Linked DNA regions of Sus scrofa: all the other regions are linked to region 3. The links are chromatin contacts, called in public Hi-C and HiChIP or PLAC-seq maps. All regions are on one chromosome and are shown on one strand. The core of a region is the stretch at or near the end of the contact, and the rest is flanking DNA. Distances in the headings are between cores, read along the strand shown. Region 1 overlaps SLC9A9 (sodium/hydrogen exchanger 9). Region 2 overlaps SLC9A9 (sodium/hydrogen exchanger 9). Region 3 holds the start of CHST2 (carbohydrate sulfotransferase 2).

What was found. A called contact is a pair of places that touch in the nucleus more often than the background predicts. HiChIP or PLAC-seq counts read pairs in DNA pulled down with a chosen protein or histone mark.
Region 1: an H3K27ac HiChIP or PLAC-seq map of alveolar macrophages shows a contact between it and region 3. The contact joins the enhancer-like site here to the promoter of CHST2 in region 3. A contact is called at or near these places in 1 of 5 promoter capture datasets (fetal skeletal muscle), 13 of 47 Hi-C or Micro-C datasets (alveolar macrophages, brain, embryonic fibroblasts and 9 more) and 2 of 2 datasets of contacts at active chromatin or transcription factors (alveolar macrophages and skeletal muscle).
Region 2: a contact with region 3 is called in a Hi-C map of embryonic fibroblasts, with 2.0 times the contacts expected there. The contact joins the enhancer-like site here to the promoter of CHST2 in region 3. A contact is called at or near these places in 4 of 47 Hi-C or Micro-C datasets (embryonic fibroblasts, fetal heart ventricle, fetal skeletal muscle and 1 more).

What each region holds. Positions count from the first base shown.
Region 1 is chr13:84,434,138-84,437,753 of Sscrofa11.1, forward strand. The region is part of intron 7 of SLC9A9 (sodium/hydrogen exchanger 9); the gene reads right to left. Among named protein-coding and RNA genes, the nearest start is that of C13H3orf58, 200 kb to the right of the region's middle. Within about 2 kb of position 2,179, at least 10 of the 83 cell types and tissues checked have an H3K27ac peak or open chromatin away from gene starts, as enhancers often do. A contact at or near this core is called in alveolar macrophages and retroperitoneal adipose tissue, where this site is marked.
Region 2 is chr13:84,330,431-84,334,504 of Sscrofa11.1, forward strand. The region is part of intron 8 of SLC9A9 (sodium/hydrogen exchanger 9); the gene reads right to left. Among named protein-coding and RNA genes, the nearest start is that of C13H3orf58, 300 kb to the right of the region's middle. Within about 2 kb of position 1,406, at least 5 of the 83 cell types and tissues checked have an H3K27ac peak or open chromatin away from gene starts, as enhancers often do. A contact at or near this core is called in embryonic fibroblasts, where this site is marked.
Region 3 is chr13:83,816,348-83,820,392 of Sscrofa11.1, forward strand. CHST2 (carbohydrate sulfotransferase 2) reads left to right here and starts at 2,305. Exons shown (of 2, transcript XM_003358597.4): 1 at 2,305-3,313; 2 at 3,420-4,045. The coding sequence starts at 3,602.

The sequences.
Region 1 (3,616 bases), core at 929-3,428, 620 kb after region 3:
AGATGATTTTGGTATAAGATTATATACATAGTTCATAAGTTAATATTGAAAATAAACAAGAATAATCAGAAAAATTATGGGGAAAAAAGAAAGCGACGTTAGCCCTATCATACATTAAAACATATTTTATGGCCATAATAATTAAGATAGTGAGGTACAGATGCTTTTAAAAGAAGCAATGGATAAATTAGAATACACCAATCAGGAATAGATCCAAATAAAACTATAAATATGGTATATGACAAGTATAGAATTTAATATAAGTAAAAGAGACGTATTGTTCAACCAATGCTATAGGAATAAAGGGGTAACTATCTTATGTGTGGAGGCTGGCTGGAAGGAAGATAAAGTTAGAGACTTACATCATAACTATTATGTCAGAAATTGAAGACAGACCAAATAGTTACTACAAACACAAACAGACATGGAAGCACTTGAATTAAACAAGGAAAAAAATTTTAAATAACATTTAGACAAGAGAAAGCCTTTGTGATAATGACCTAAACCCCACAAAATAAAGTATTGATAACATCAACTGTATGGGTGTGGGGGGGAAACCTATCATAAACAAATAACAAAAATATTTGCAACTCACATCACAGCAGACTAATCTTGATGTACAGAGAGCTCCTATGACTCAATAAAAGACAAAACAGATAAAAGTTATGAAGAAGATGAGTCACTGAAAGGAAATATAAATGGATCTCAAACAAATTTTTTTTTCTTTGTCTTTTTGTGTTTTTTTTTTTTTCTTAAGCCAATCCCGCGGCATATGGAGGTTCCCAGGCTAGGGGTCGAATCAGAGCTATAGCCACCAGCCTATGCCAGAGAGCCACAGCAATGCAAGATCCGAGCTGCGTCTGCGACCTACACCACAGCTCACGGCAACGCTGGATCGTTAACCCACTGAGCAAGGGCAGGGACCGAACCCGCAACCTCATGGTTCCTAGTCGGATTCATTAACCACTGCGCCACGACGGGAACTCCGGATCTTAAACAAATTTAAAGATGCTCAGCCCTATTCACAATGAGAAATGTTAATATTTTTACCTATCAAAATGGCAAAGATCAGATCAAAAGGTCTATAGAATGGAAAAGGCCTCACCCATTATGTTCCACCTGGAGCCCTGATTCCAAGCACACATTATGTAATATTCCAGCTTGAACCTCTATAACAAAATACAATACACTGGGTTGCTTAAGCAACAGACATTTATTTCTCATAGTTCTAGAGACTGGGGCATCCAAGATCAAGATGCTGGTAGATTCCACTCCTGGTGAGAGCCCTCTTCTTGGCTTGCAGATGGTTGCTTTCTCACTGTGTCCTCATATTGGCAGAGAGAGAACAAGCACTGGTCTCTCTTCTTCTTCTAAGGACGCTAATCCTATCACTGGATCCTATCTTTATGTCATCTTCTAAATTTAATTATCTCCTAAAAGATCCACCTCCAGATACCATCATTTGGTATGGTATCTGGAGGTAGGTCCTTCAGAATACCATGGACCCACATGATAAGGCTTCAACATATGAATTTTGGGAGGGAGACACAAATAGTCCATACATCACAACAATGCAAAGAGGCAAGGGAATCTCATACCAGGCCTGAATTATAATGGCTGAGAGTACCTGTGGGGAACAAGAAAGCAGTATTCTCTATATAGAACCAATGTCCACTGAGTTTCAACCATGTTAAGGAGGAGGTTTTTTGTTTGTTTGTTTTGTTTTGTTTTTGTCTTTTTGCCTTTTCTAGGGCCGCTTCCCTCAGCATATGGAGGTTCCCGGGTTAGGGGTCTAAACGGAGCTGTAGCTGCTGGGCCTACACCAGAGCCACAGCAACACGGGATCTGAGCCATGTCTGCAACCTACACCACAGCTCACAGCAATGCCAGATCCTTAACCCACTGAGCTAGGCCAGGGATCAAACCTGCAACCTCATGGTTCCTAGTCAGATTCGTTAACCACTGAGCCACGATGGGAACTCGAAGGAAGAGGTATTTTTTATGATATTTATTTTCTTCTTATGACATGGGTGGTACTCTGATTCAATCACATATGGTGCATGGTGTGTACCAGAGAAGGGAAGTGAAGCAGTGACTAGATTGCCTTTTCATATTACCACTATCCTTATTAGTTACATACATGTACACACTGACAGACACCCTGACCCTACGGAGAGTTAGGTACCATGGGGGAAAGGCTGACATCTCAAGCTTGAGAATAAAGAGACTGAATGGAAATTTATCCTCTACAATGAACTGTCCCATTTCAGGCTAACTTGTGATTGAAAACCCAGGAAACTCCTTAATTATAACAGGAATTTTATTGACATTGGGATGGACTTAGTTAATAAGACATTATGATTTCTTTTCTATTCTGATTGCCATTCCTTGTCATGTTTTTGGCTGCGAAAGTAGCAGAAACTACTCAGACTCTTTTCTGCTATTGTCATCACTTTTCTGCAACCAGTAGAAGACTTCAACTTCTCTCTTCACTTACCAGAGGGTGGAGAAATGACCACATCCCTTTCCTAAATTAGTAGACAGGAAGAAGCAACCTCCTTTCCAGACTTCCATCCAGTCTGGGCAGCAAAAATAGAAGAGGAAGTGCTCGAGGAGAGCCAGACGGGCTGCTGAGACATAGCTGAGCCTCCAGCATAAGTATATGGGTCCAAGGCTGCTTCAGAGGATCCCCAGAGAGAGAGAGAGAGAGAGAGAGAGAGAGAGAGAGAGAGAGAGAGAGAGAGAGGGAGAGAGAGAGAAAGAGAGTGTGTGTGTGTGTGTGAGAGTGTGTGTGTGTGAGTGTGTGTGTGTGTGTGTGTGTGTGTGTGTGTGTGTGTGTGTGTGTGTGTTGGGGAGGCAGCAGAATGCTTCACATGAATCCCAGAATGGCACACACAAGATTCAGGCTGCTGGCAGCCTTGGTGAGACTTTGCTGCCAAGACACGTAAGATATACAGGTGAAATGTATATCCTGAAGTCCGGCCTATGGTGTCTCTGTGAATGCTAATTGCCCAGATAACATCCAGGAGGCCCCTTACCCCTGATACCCTGGTGTTCCATAGTCTCCTTGGACATGATCCCTGAGAGAGATGCAGTCAGCCACCCAGACAGGATATTAAAGCCTCAAAACAGAAACCCATTTTAGTAATAGGAAAGAGAGTCAAGGAAAATTTATTTCTGGTATACTCAAACTTATGGATTAAAAGACAGTATAATCAAATATAGATATTTGAGAAGAAAGGTTCTAGGTGGAAGGGCTTCAAATTCCAAGTTGAGTCATGTGTAGTTTATTCTATAAGCCCAAGGACTCCATGGTTGTTTCTGAATTTTCTCTCCACCTTGTTGTTACCTGAAGTGGAAGCAGGTTCTGAAAGGAACTGTAGCTCTTAAACCCTACTAATTAAATACTTCAAAAGGCCTTTTCACTTCAAAAGAAGAGTTCTGACCACTATTGTGAAGTGCTAATTAGCAAGCTGACTGGTTGTTCCAAAGTCTAGTTTTCGGAAAATTGTCAGATCAGAGCTGTGACTGGAAACATTAAGAGAGACATTACTGCCCCCAAGAGGTCCTAACCAACAGATTTTGATTTCAGAAGTTTGTCATTAGCTCCTGTAGT
Region 2 (4,074 bases), core at 156-2,655, 510 kb after region 3:
TAATGGCAGTGAGGATAGAGCAGAGGTGATAATACCCACAAGATATTTGGGACGGAAAATTGTTGGGCCTTGGTGCTTGAGAGACAGCAAAAAATGACCTGGGTTTTAATTTTGGGCAGTTGGTAGATGCGCTGCATAAGAGAAATTAGTTTGCAGATGGGGGAATTTTGTTAAGTTTGTTTTTTGACATGTCGACTTAAGGAGCCAGGCGGAATTTCAAGTGAAAAGTTTAATAAGAAAACTGGAAGCAAAAGGCTGAAACCATATAGAGTTAAAGCAGAAGAAAGAATTTATTGGTTAGAAGCATGTAGAGGAACATAAAGCCCCAAGAGTGGCTTAGATTGCCTGGGAAAAGTACATAGAAAGAGAAGAGAGATCATGAAAGATCCTTGAAGAACACACTAAGGTGGAAGTGGAGAAAAAGAAGCATGAAATACATATGTGGTATATTTGCCAAACCTGACCTCAAGCATGAACAAATAGGCTGAAGACTATATCCGTCATGAATAGATTTTTACTTACTAAATTTATTTTTTTTTTTACTTACTAAAAATTATCCTAGGGAAAGGAGTATTGAACTCAACTAGCTTTGGGGTAAAGAGACAACAGATACAAAAGTCATGAATTGGCATGACATTTAGCCATGTCCCATTTTGCTAGGCATAGAGTCAATTTCATTATTTTAACTAAACAGATCCTTAATCATGATAGGTGGAATGGCAGAGATGTATTCTCTACCTGTGTGTAGCTGTTTACATTTGCCACCATCCACAGCCCTTGCAGGTGGTAGTGGGAGGAGGCCAATAATTACCTCTGCTCAGTAACCTCTTGTTCTTGCTTGAATAGAGTCAAGACCCTGCATCTAATCAAAACAAAGAGGCTTCAATTGGGGGTTCCAACTAACAACATTTTTCTTTTGCTAGGGTCTTGTGTAATAAAAGTAAAGTTATTCTTAAATTAGAAAATTCTACCATGGAAGCTCTATTGCATATTGACTTTAGTCTCTGCAGATGTTTATTTGCATTTCCAAGATTTGAAGATGACTTGCAGCTTGTCTGTAATCCCAGACAGGTTTCCTAGGCCATGAATAGGGAGGTAAGTCTCTGGGCTTCTCTCCCCACTTCCCCAGTTGCTAAGTTCACCCTGTGCTGGGATGGACTCTGTGTCTTTCCAGTGCGAGCTTTGAGCCTCTGGAGGGAAAGACTTTTAATTGAATATCCAGTGCTGTTCCAAACTGCTCTGACATTCCCATAATTCCTTTTGCACAAAGAACTGAACTCTACTTCATAAACGTTATCCCACACAAAAGAGAAAGCTATTACTTTGTGCATTCCTATCTACCCTGTGAAGAAATGGAACAGCTTCCAAATAAAGCCAGGCAGTGTGTCCTACAAGAGGGAGTATTTGCTGGGACCACAAATGACTTGAATAGGTGAGTCAGGAAATTAGCCACCCACTCACTGCTAAGCTTAGAGCTTAAAAAAAACCCTCATTTAATTAGCTTGCTGGCAGGGCTCAATCTCACATACAATGTCCAAGACTCTCTGTGGCACTCTCCCAGCAGAGAATTTCTTAGAACAGCTGTGGACATGCTCACACGTCTCTGCTTGCACCTTGCTGGGTTTTAAGGAAAACCCACGCTGGAGGCTGGGCTGAAAAGCAATGCCTAGTTAGACAGTATGAAGAGAACATTCCAGACCTCGTGTAGATAGGAAGGGGAGAAGACACAAACCAATTTCTTTCTTTTCTTTTTAGGGCCATACCCACGGCACATGGAGGTTCCCAGGGATAGGGTCTATTTGGAGCTACAGCTGCTGGTCTACACCACAGTCACAGCAAAGCCAGATAGGAACTGCGTCTGCAACCACAGCTCACAGCAACGCTGGATCCTTAACCCACTGAGTGAGGCCAGCGATCAAACCTGCATTCTCAGGATACTAGTCAGATTTGTTTCCACTGAGCTACAGTGGAAACTCCCCAAACCAATTTCTTAAGCCTATGATTTTATCAGGGGAATTAGTCATTTTTGACTTTGTCATATTTTAGCTATACTCATTGCTTAGTGGCAGATTCTAATGCTCCGCCTGGGGCTTGGGGTTGCTTCCCCACACACCCCCTTCCAATCTGACTTTTTAGCTGGAGAAAAATCCAATTTGTCTCCCAAAATGGTAGTAAGGAATATAAGTGCATATAACCTTATGCTCAAATACACACACACACACACACACACACACACACACAACTACCCCCAGGTAAAGTGATGGATGGCTAAGAAATGCCATTGAATCACTGGAGATATCTGAAAAAAATAGTTGCAGCAGTCAAACAGCAAGGAGTTGTGGGGGGAATGAATGAGGCAGTGGTGTGGATAGCACTTCTGAGAAGCTGGTGATAGAGGGAAACCTATGGAGTTTAGAACCAAGTGAGGCTTTCCCCTTGATTTCTACTATTTACAGGTTGGGCAGAATAAGCAGAAAGAGAAGGTGAAGACAGAGGAAAAAGAAAGGAACCTCATTATAGCATCAAAAACTAATATTTTCTCATTTCAGATGTAAAAACCATACCTGGAGATAAAAATTCAGATAACTGCCTGATCCCATCAGTATCTCAATGTGTTGACTCCTAAATAATGCTTTGCCTTTTTTTTTTTTTTTTTTTTTTTTTTTACTGCTAGCTGTTAAACTCACCATTTTCCTAATGCTTTTTCAGTCTTTCAGTCACAGCTAAGTCTTCAGGGTGATTTAGTGACAGTCCCTTCACTAGAATCTCCGTTAGAAGCTCTCTGACTCATATATTCTTGGTGTTTTACAATGAATTTAAATTTCAAATGATATTTTAATGCAGTAGCTCTCAGTAACCTGGCACAAGATCTGCCTAGGTCTATGGACAACACCACACAATAGTTCCTACTCCTGTTGCTCTAAGTTGCCACTCAGTCTTGTCAAAATGCTGGCTCTCCCTGGAGAATGCTCTCTGTGGTTTTCTGTGCAAATCAGTATGTATGACACTTGTCCCTGACACAGGGAGAATCAAAAATGTCCCTGGCTTGTGAAGCTGAATCGTGTCAGGTCTGACAGTTGGAGAACTCGGGGATTCTCATAAACAAGATAGCATTTTTCCATTTCTAAGAATGATTATTGGGGAAAAATTAGGATTTTTTTTTCTTCTAGTAATTCCTGTATAAGAAACTCTCCAGCAACTTGTTCTACTTCTCTGAAATATTGTGCAGAGTGAGATTTCAAGGAAAACCTTCCAAAATAGTTGTGGTATCCTAGTACAAGCTGGAATACTTGAATTATTTTGAGCCTATACCTTCTCAGTGAAGACTTGGCAGCAGAAGCAGTACGTGTATTGGTTTTGCCAGTCAAGCTTTGCCAATCATATCCTAGAAATACAACTAGAAAAATTAACCCTTCTGAAATAGGTCAAAGAAAACAATGCCAGATCTAGAAAGGTAACCACTGGATATTACTTTGTTGCGGCATTCTAAATTATAAGTTATATAAACCATCATGAATGATTTAGCCCTAAACATTGCAATTTTATTTTGGCCATCAGGATTAGGTGTCATTTTGGTACAGAGTTAGTAGTGGAGAAAATGCTATATGCAAGCACACTATTGCAGCCCTCTTCACCAGGGTCCTTGGGAGAAACAACACCTAGTGCCCCATGGCAATGGTTTCAAAGCATGGTCCAAGAGCCCCTGGGAGTTCCTGAGACCTCTCCAGGGAGATGCCCAAAGTCAAAATCATTTTCAGAAAGATATGACAATGTTACTTGCATTTTTCATTCTTATGATTTCATCTGTGCACAGTGTAATTTTCCAGAGGCTATATGGTATGTGCTAGAGCACTTGAACACAGAAGCAGATGTGAGAATCAGCTGTCTTCTACTATACCACAGATTAAGAACATTTGCAAAGATGTCACTCTTCTCGATAATTTTTTTTTTGTTTTGGAAATAAATTTGTTTTTTGTAAAAATGTGTCATTTAATATGTGAATGGTTTATGATTATTATTTTAAATAGCTCAATGAAAACATGTTAAAAAGTTAAGTTCTAACATGGTAAGTAT
Region 3 (4,045 bases), core at 1,055-3,554:
CCAGCTCCTCTGCCAATGAAATTATGTGACTTATTATATGTCTGGGTCATTACTATGCTAAAAGGATAAGTGGATTAAAGTGAAAGGAATTTCTGAATCAATGTGGGAAGGAAGGCATTATCAAGTTTTTGGATGTCATTAGCTGTAACAAAGTTTGGAATTAATCATGACACAGTGCAAAATGGTAAAGCAAGGAGAGGGTGGAGATGCTGAAACCTGTAAATTTATGCCATCTGAGCACTCCCTGTGGGGGAGTCTGGCAAATGCATTTATTATTTTGCCAACTTTAGTAAAGTGTTACAAAATTGCAGACAAAATTGTTTCTATGCAAACAATTTTTGAGAAAAGGGTCCTTAAATCAAATAACTGCAATTCACATGCTTTCTGAGTAACCACAAAGCTAGGGACTAAATTTTAAATATTAGACATTATTTTTCAACCATGCTGAATACTAAGGTTGAGATTTTTCTTTCCTCCCAACTTCCTTTGCTTTTAAGGGCCGCACCAGCGGCATATGGAGGTTCCCAGGCTAGGGGTCTAATTGGAGCTACAGCTGCCAGCCTAAACCACAGCCACAGCAACCCCAGATCTGAGCGGCATCTGTGACCTACACCACAGCTCATGGCAATGACGATGGATCCTTAACCCACTGAAGGAGGCCAGGGATAGAACCCACAACGTCATGGTTCCTAGTCGGATACCTTTACTTTGCACCGCAAGGGGAACTCACTCATCAGTCTTTTAACTTGTCAATATCCCTTTAGTTTTTTGGGGAAAGGACAGAGGAAAGAAGGGACAGGGCTAGAGAAAGCTCAGAAAGTGATGTGGGTGGGTCCAGAAATGGAGAGATGGTAAATCATTAAATTATCACCTTAGTTTGTAAATAGGGATTAAAAACGTCTGTCTGTCCTGACGCTACTTGAGCAAGCTGCATATAAAATTCCACCTCTACTCTTCTCCTTCTATTTGCATAAAATCTGTCCTAGAACCATCTCACTCTTACATTCTATCAGAACCATGGCGGTGGGGATGTGTGTGGAAATCTGAATTTTACCTACAGCATTATGCATTTTTCTGGCGAACAAGGCCAAGTCAAGGTTTTGAAACATTTTCTACCCGGAAGACTCATATGAATTAAGTCACTTTCTAAGAGTCCTAGCACTCCGAAGATTCTGTTAAGACTCACTGAAGAGTAGTAACGGCGCAAACAATAACATTTTAAATTTAGAAGGACATTCTGGCTGAGAGAGGCTGGCCCATATAGTACAAAGATAAATCTGCAGTAACTTTGTCAACTTCTAAAAACTCTTTTGGGACAGGAGGCAACAAAAACGCCTTACCAAAGGCCGATGAGCTTCAGGACCGGTAGCGATTCGTAGCTCTTCAGCCAAGGGCTCAAGTAAGGTTTAATTACCTGGGTATCTAACTCCTCTCACCGTTCAATTACTACTGTAGACGCTTATAACTGTCTTCATTTCGGGGATGAATTTTAAGCTACGGCTTAGCCTCTTCTGATGAAGGGGGGATGAGAAGAGAGAGAGGGGCGAGGGGGGAGGGACGGAGAGAGAGCGAGAAAGGGAGAGGCAGGGAGAAGAGAGAGGAAGAGAAAGCTGTTCCTTATTAAAAAAAAAGGCGGGGGGGTAATACTTAAACCAACTAAACACGATCTACTAAATATGATCCGACAACGGCGTTTCCTTTAAGGTCAAATCGCTTGATCTCATTTCTAAAACCAAAAAGCAAGACATGTATTTTACGGTAAATTAGAACAGAGTCACCCCTGATGCCCCATCACCCCAGTTCGTTCCCGAGGACATCAGTCACAGCGAACGCATCATCACGAGATGAGATGGGGAGAGCGTCTGCTGGGGGCGTAATAAGACCGAACAGGCTCTCTCCATAGGTGGAGTAAAGCGAGAAGAAGCCCCGCCGGCACACTCCTCCGGAAAACTGAAGCATCTTCTTTAACCTCGGGGTCAGAAAGATTTATTACTTCCTCGGTGAGCGAGAAGCCTCAGGCTAGTTGGAACTGACGAGCGGGGAGTGGGAACCTGAGAGCGACGCTCGGCGTTACCAGAGCTCTCCGGGGCGCGGGTGCGTCCTCAGTTCCCGGAGGGGCCCAGCCGTGCCGACCCGGGGGAAGAGCGGCGTGGGAGGCCGCTGCGGGATTTGTCCAAACTTTATCACCAACTCTTTCCGAGAGCAAAAACGGACGATTGAGCCCGGCAGCGGCGAGCAGAATCCAAGTTTCTCAGAGGTCGGGGCGCCGGAGCGCTCTTAACCCCCGAGTCAGCGCCCTGGCGCTCAGCACACGGACTGCTACGGCCTCCACCGCGCGGATGGCGGCCGGAGCGACGCCGCTATAAATTGGTCCCCGCATCTCCAACCCCCAAGGCGTCGGCGGCGGGAGCCGGGCGCTGAGTCGGGGGCGGGCGCGGGACGCGCGGAGGAGGAGCGCAGCGCGGTGAAAGGGGAGGAGTCCCAAGGATAGACGGTGGCGCGCACCAACCCGGCGCCTGCTGGCAGGAGCCGTGCAGAGGCTGGCCCGAGCGCGTTGCAGCCGCTCGGCGTAGGGAGAGTCGGGTAGCAGCATCCTCCCAGGCGCCGCTTTCGCGCGGCGGTGGCAGCGGCTGCGGCTGGGGCTTTCTCAGTCCGGATTTCTCGTTGGCCCGAAGAGGCTGGTGCCGGGGGGCGGGGCGGGCAAGGGAGCTGCGGACCCCAGCTCTTTTGCTTAGAGCTGTGTGTAGGGGATTTCTGGGCCAGTCGGAGGCTGCGGAGCGGCGGGGGCGCCGGCAATGCCCGCTCGGGCATCCTCTGGGTGATGGAAGAAGCAGCTGCTGCCGCCGCCGCTGCAGGGTCGCACTGCGCCCCATCTACAGCCTTCCGAGAGATGGGAAGATTCGGGGCGCAGAGGCCGAGAGCGAGAGAGGCGGAGCCGCTTTGCCTGGAGCTGGGTCCGGTTTAAGCCCCCTCCCCCCAACTTCCCCCGGCCAGCTTCACCCCCCCGCCCCGAGCGAGGAAGGAAGCTACTGTCCCGAGAGGGCGGCGGCGACGCCGCTGGAGCCGGTCGCAGTGGGCTTAGCGGAGGGCAGAGCAGGGCTCCAGGCCCGTTGAAAGTTTCCCTTCCCCAGCCTCAGGGCGCCTGCTGCCAGGAAACTCTGCCCAGGGCTTGGGCTGCGGATTCCCGCGACCCCCTCGGAGGCAGGGGACCCCGAGCGGAAAACAGCGCTTGAGAAATCGAGGAACGAGTGACAGCAGGACAGACAGCCGGGCCGTGATCCCGGGCCGCTCCGGGGCGCGCCTGCGGCTCCAGGTGAGCTGGGGAGCCAGGCAGACCCGAGGGTGGGCGTTACTTAGGAGGAGGTGGAGGCTGGGGAGGAGGATTGGGGAGCATCGACTTACTCCGCTTCCCCTCGTAGGTCCTTCTCGGAGCCGCTGCCATGGGAGAACCAACCCTAGGCGCCGGGGACCAGCCGCCGCTGCTGCCGTGCCCACCTCGGAGCCGCGGCCCAAGTCCCCGCGTCCGAAGCCGGGCCGCTGCGTCCCCCTCCCGGGTTGCAGGGCCGCCTCCGCCGCGCTGCCGGCCTGGGCTGTGCCTGTGATGAGCCGCAGCCCGCCGCGAGCCCTTCCCGCGGGCGCGCCCCCCCGGTTGCTCCCGGCCGCGCCTGCCGCCGGGCCGCGCGCCCTGCTCCCACCGTGGCCCCGGCGCCCGGGTCGCCGCTGGCCCGCGTCCCCGCTCGGAATGAAGGTGTTCCGCAGGAAGGCACTGGTGCTGTGCGCGGGCTACGCGCTGCTACTGGTGCTCACCATGCTCAACCTCCTGGACTACAAGTGGCACAAGGAGCCGTTGCAGCAGTGCAACCCCGACGGGCCGCTGGGTGCTGCGGCGGCAGGAGGTGCTGGGGGCGGCTGGGGGCGCCCGGGGCCTCCTCCGGCAGTGCCGCCACACGCGCACACCCGCTTGGACCCCCGTACCCCTCATCGCCCTCCCGTTGCAGCCGTCGGGGCGGCTCCGGCAGCCGGGGCGGGGGCTCCGGGGGCCGCA